2 separate regions of the Pan troglodytes genome follow, and region 1 is linked to region 2. A link is a contact called in public HiChIP or PLAC-seq data. All regions are on one chromosome and are shown on one strand. The core of a region is the stretch at or near the end of the contact, and the rest is flanking DNA. Distances in the headings are between cores, read along the strand shown. Region 1 holds the start of NRAS (NRAS proto-oncogene, GTPase). Region 2 holds the start of BCAS2 (BCAS2 pre-mRNA processing factor).

Region 1 (2,700 bases), core at 135-2,634, 130 kb after region 2:
GCTTTACCATTCATAAATAACTTAAATATATTATTTAACTTTCCATAACATCCCTGTGTGGTAGGCAGGACAAGTTTATGGTAATTTAAAACATGAGGAAAATGAGGTTGGGAGAGATTCAGTTGCTCAATATCACACAACTAAATAAACTGCAAACAGGGACCAAAATCCTAGGCATAAAGACTAAAAATCTCAAGTTCTTGCTACTCCAATCATCTGGTCTCAGCTGCTTCAACTAGCTAATAAATAAATATTGAAGAACACTCATCTCTGAATCCTTTATCTCCATCCTATTATCTCCCATACAATCAGACAGTCTCGCTACTATGGCCTGTGTTTCTCATGTAATAGAGCCGTTATATATGAAGAAACTCATGAATGAACTCAACACTGAGTTTGCAATAGTTTACAGAACTGTTAAAAACTGGACAGGTTTTAGAAACTTCAGCAGCTAATAAAAATGAACTGTTCTCTATAAACACGTTAAGCTTATTGCATAACTGAATGTATACCCAAAATAACTTTTTACTTTCTCTCCTCTTATTCCTTTAATACAGAATATGGGTAAAGATGATCCGACAAGTGAGAGACAGGATCAGGTCAGCGGGCTACCACTGGGCCTCACCTCTATGGTGGGATCATATTCATCTACAAAGTGGTTCTGGATTAGCTGGATTGTCAGTGCGCTTTTCCCAACACCACCTGCTCCAACCACCACCAGTTTGTACTCAGTCATTTCACACCAGCAAGAACCTGTTGGAAACCAGTAATCAGGGTTAATTGGCGAGCCACATCTACAGTACTTTAAAGCTTTCTATAATCAATAGAAATGAAAACCCCAGTGTGACCTTCCATTTGGTTCTTAAAGTGACTAGAGAACGCAAAAACACTGGACTAATATCGGCCTCACACTTCTGGAGTAGTTTTCTAGCAACCCCCATCCTTAGCTATTTTTCAACAGTCCTTGGGCCCCGCCCTCAGCCTAAGCAATGGAAATCCCCCTTCCTATTACTCCCCGAAGGCTTCTCTGCTCTAGCAGGAAGCCTCCAGGCCGCAACTCCTTCCCATTCTCCCTGTCTCCAAAGATCTCCCCACGTAGGCACCAAATGGAAGGACCCCCGCCCAAGGCCTTTGTCTCCAGCTGATAGATTCTGCTCGATTTCTGGCATCAGTGAAACGCCTGAACATTCCACAGCCCAAAGCCGAACACTATGCATGAGATAAACTTACCTCAAGCTCCACTGCCTCTGCTTTGGACAGATTTAGGACCACAGCCGGGAAAAATGTTGGAGACCCCGGAACCGCCATGAACAGCCCCCACCAAGGAGCGGCACTTCCGGCCCCGCCCGCTACGTAATCAGTCGGCGCCCCAGGCGCCTGAGTCCCCGCCCCGGCCACGTGGGCCTCCGAACCACGAGTCATGCGGCAGGCCGCACCCAGACCCGCCCCTCCCACACGGGACGTTTCAATAATGAAAGCGCTAGGTGCTAGTGTCTCAAAAATCAGTAAAACTTTATTCGCTTCCATTCTTTCGCCATTAACAGAAAACTGGAGAAAGCAAAAATGTTTTGTGTTTACAAAGATAAACGGCCTCTTTACCCAGAGATCAAAACCTCAAACGACAAGGGGGAAGATAAAACCGCCCTCCCCCACATCCCCTGAGCTGACCCTTGTCATCTTAGACAAAGCCTTCAGTCCACTGGCCAGGGACCCTGTATATGGCCAATTCAAGAAGAGGGCCAAGAAATCAGACCCATCCATTCCCGTGATATAAAGTTGAACAGAAGCTACACCAAGGGTCAAGTGTCTGTATTTTACAGGACACAGTAACCAGGCGGCTACTTATAAAAAAAACAAGATTCATTTCAGGCACAACCTTTTTATTTTTTTTTTGTTTTGTTTTGTTTTTAAATCAGTAAAAGAAACCGGGTCCTAGAAGCTGCAGTGATCTAAGCAGCAGCAAGTTTGTGCATTCATTTTTTTTGTTTTTGTTTAAATATGTTTAAATTATCACACTGCTGGCACTCCTCATTTGCATGAAATTCTGCACCATACCTACTAATTGTAGTAAAGTTACCCCCCAACCCACGAAAAAAAACCTACTCTGGAAGATAATTTTCACTGAAATATAACCAAACTTCTTTAAGTGGATTGTGACAAGATTATAAATGATATGAAAAATAACATTTTAAAATTTGGCCATCAACTTTAAGAAATGGTTTGCCTATACAAATTTTTGTAATTTTTAAAAGATAATATATTCTACCCTCATATGGTCCTCAGAATTAAAGCATAATGAACAGGAAGAAAAAGGAAAAGAATGCAACTGAGTGCTAAGGCAGAACATCTTGCCAGAAGTAATTAATGAAGGTAGAGTATATAATGAAAAGTGCAGAATTTCATAGGGCCAACAAGATAACAGTCTATATTTTTCACTTACACAGGCAAAGTGGATTCTGCAATTACCAGTTGCGTTAAATGCACCAAATAAAGCTCCTAAAATTGATACTATAAGGCGCCACCTTAAGTTTTTCCAGGCTGCAACTGTGCATTATTTAAAATGGTTTTCTTAAATTTATTTATTTTTTTAAACATAACACGAGGAAGGTGTTAAAACTGGTGTAATAGCTCAATAGAATAAGTATTCCAGATTTCGGGAGGGATGAAGAGGGAGATACTCAGAACCCTTCACCAGATTCC
Region 2 (2,782 bases), core at 167-2,666:
GAAAACAAAATATATTTTTTAAAACCCCATATATCTCTATGATCTCAGAATCTAGAATGGCACCTAGCACTTGTAAAGTATTCGTATCAGTGAAAATTCTTGCCTACATTAATCAGAAATGTGTTAATAAAAACATCGGATAGATTACAGAAAAAAGGAGAAGGCTGAGAAAAAAGTAGTATACACTTGGATATGGTTTGTCCTTTCAGTCGTATCACATACATTTGGTAAATAACTAGACTTTAATATGCCACTCTCCAGTGGTTCTAAAGAGCTTAGGTAATTAGGCTTATACATATTAAAAAACCCTAGATCACTTGCTGTAGAGTGAATCTTGGCAGGAGAGGGTCCCTTTGAGAATTTACGCATGGATCCTATCTCAAAGAATGGTAGCCACAAATTTTTGCATTAAGTGAGTTGTGGAGCCCCAGAAAGTCTTCCTATGGATCTTAGAATAAGAACCTCGGAGAAGACTTATCTATCTAGTTGTTTTCAATAGACTGACACCTATACAGTAGGTAAGTAGTAGCTATGCAGGCAATGGTTAAAACTGGAATTTAAAGCTCTCAATCCAAAGTAAAGGTTCACAGGAATTCTCGTTCACACCTGGGCTCAAGACATACTTACTTCAAAGGCAGAATAATCCGGGGCTGTCAGGTAGCTCAGGTAGTTCTTAGTAGGTCGGTATCTGCGAGTTTCCTCCTCCACCAGCGCTGCAGCCTAAGAAAGAGAATAGGGACCAGGGTAGAAGTGGCAAATTGTAACATGTTTCTTTCAGTACCGAGCCAGCTAGCAGTGAGTCAGCTACAAAGACACCCCGCACTCACCGCTTCCCGCACACCAGGGGCTTCATAACCTTGATCAAAATACGGCAGCGCATCCACCACAACCTCTCCGGCCACCAAACCTGTGCCCGCCATTCTGAGGACCTCAGGTTTGCCTGCGTCTTCTGCGTCTGCGTAAACTCAGTTATATTTAATTACGCCGGCGCCTGACACTGATGTAATCACGTTCCCTCCGTATTGACGTTAGTGCATGCTCAGTTGCTAATTTTGAAGGCGGGTCCGCCCGGTATCTAGAAATTGCCAGGCTGGTTTGTTTTGGGCGGACGTGACGTAACGTCTTGGCTTGTCTGCGTCAGCGAAAGGCCTCAATTTCCTGTCCTCTGCTTACTGCCCTTTTTTTTGCCTGCGAATGGCGGCGATTTGAAGTTGGGGCTTTTCGTTTCCTCCAAAACATTGATATCTGGAAGGGGAGCCCCTTAACACTTTTGGAGGGAACTGGCTGCAGCATTTGGCGGGGAGAGATAAACTGGTTTCCCACCTCTGCTTACTCCCACCTTCTCCCCTTAATCTTCTCTTCCTCTGTGCGAGACTTTTTTCCTTTTTTATTGTAGACACAGGGTCTTTGTTCTGCTGCCCAGGTTGGAGTGCAGTGGCGTGATCATAGCTCACTGCAGCCTCAACCCCCCGGGCCCAAGCGATCCTTCCACCTCAGCCTCCCTAGTAGCTGGGCCTAGAGGTGCACACCACCGTGCCTGGCTAATTTTTAATTTTTTTTTGTAGAGATGGAGCCTTTCTATGTTGCCAAGCCTAGCCTCGAACTCCGGGCCTCCCAAAATGTGGGGAATACAGGCGTGAGCCACTGCACCCCGGGTCATTCCTCTTTTACTTCCTTGCTGTACCCCAACTATCCTTCCCCCTCGGCACCCTTAAAACCTTTGCATTGGATAAGTACATTTTTTAAAGAGACTCTAGAATTGGGCGCCAGTCTCCAATTAAAATTGTGAAGCTTTATGGTCTGCGTATCAAAAGGAACCTCAGTTCCTTAAAAATCCTGTCATTTTGCCTTTAGGACGTAACGGTAATAGAATGGCATTCCTCACTGCCTCCGAACCACTCAAGCTGCTGCCCATGCACTTTCTCTTCTGCATGGCTCCTGGACTAAGCAGCCTCCCTTTGATTAAGCAGGTAAAAACCAAATAAAGTTGTCAGACTATATGCCCTGCCCGGTGTGCAGTCTAGACCCAGACTTTGTCTGCCAAGAGCCTGGAAATGTTGACCTCCGTTATTAAGCCTGGTCAGTCTAAGACTAATTCTTATTACCGAAGTACCATTAGGTAAATGTGCTAGCTATAGATTTAAGTGACATAAAAGATCTTAAAGAATTCTCCAAGGGATCTGTGGGGTTTTTATGTATTTATTCATTAAAAGATCTGTAAACATTTTATACAAATCTTGATTCTTTTACAAAAATATCCAGAATTCCTAACACTTTACAGAAAACACAACAGACCTAAGGAAATGAAGCAGCTTCAGGCTGCGAGGATGAAGACACCATTGCTGAAGCAAAGGTCTCCTCCTAGAGGGATAGCCAGGATCCATCACAGTAAACCCTTTTACCCCCATTTTATAAACATCCAATTATTAACTGTTCCTGCTGGGTTGGAGTGTAAGAAGAGACCAAATGGAGAGATGTCTAGTAGAAGCCCCACTGGGGGTAACCTGCTTAACATTAAAAAAAAGACAGGCTCAGTTCTATTCCCTGGACCCACATCTGTAGGAATTATATTATACAGCACCAGTCTTAAATGGTGTTCTGCTTCAGATTCATGCATACCTGAATGGGTTGTAATGACAATACTGTACAAGTCAATAAACTGTATCACAATACAACTTACACAGTTTTGTAAGGTTGAAGAAATACTTTCTGTGCCAGTTAAAACCATCAGCAGAAACTGAAGAAAACAAACTGACATTTGCTATAACATTAATCAATGAAA

Evidence for each region. HiChIP or PLAC-seq counts read pairs in DNA pulled down with a chosen protein or histone mark.
Region 1: a contact with region 2 is called in an H3K4me3 HiChIP or PLAC-seq map of stem cell-derived excitatory neurons, with 2.1 times the contacts expected there. The contact joins the promoter of NRAS here to the promoter of BCAS2 in region 2. A contact is called at or near these places in 1 of 7 Hi-C or Micro-C datasets (stem cell-derived neural progenitor cells), 1 of 1 datasets of contacts at active chromatin or transcription factors (stem cell-derived excitatory neurons) and 1 of 1 other capture datasets (stem cell-derived neural stem cells).

Annotation. Positions count from the first base shown.
Region 1 is chr1:111,946,723-111,949,422 of NHGRI_mPanTro3-v2.0_pri, forward strand. It overlaps NRAS (NRAS proto-oncogene, GTPase), which reads right to left and starts at 1,385. Exons shown (of 7, transcript XM_001149822.6): 1 at 1,231-1,385; 2 at 626-753. The coding sequence starts at 736. It overlaps CSDE1 (cold shock domain containing E1), which reads right to left. Exons shown (of 20, transcript XM_001160588.7): 20 at 1,489-2,700.
Region 2 is chr1:111,811,748-111,814,529 of NHGRI_mPanTro3-v2.0_pri, forward strand. It overlaps BCAS2 (BCAS2 pre-mRNA processing factor), which reads right to left and starts at 1,417. Exons shown (of 7, transcript XM_513670.6): 1 at 828-1,417; 2 at 628-720. The coding sequence starts at 920.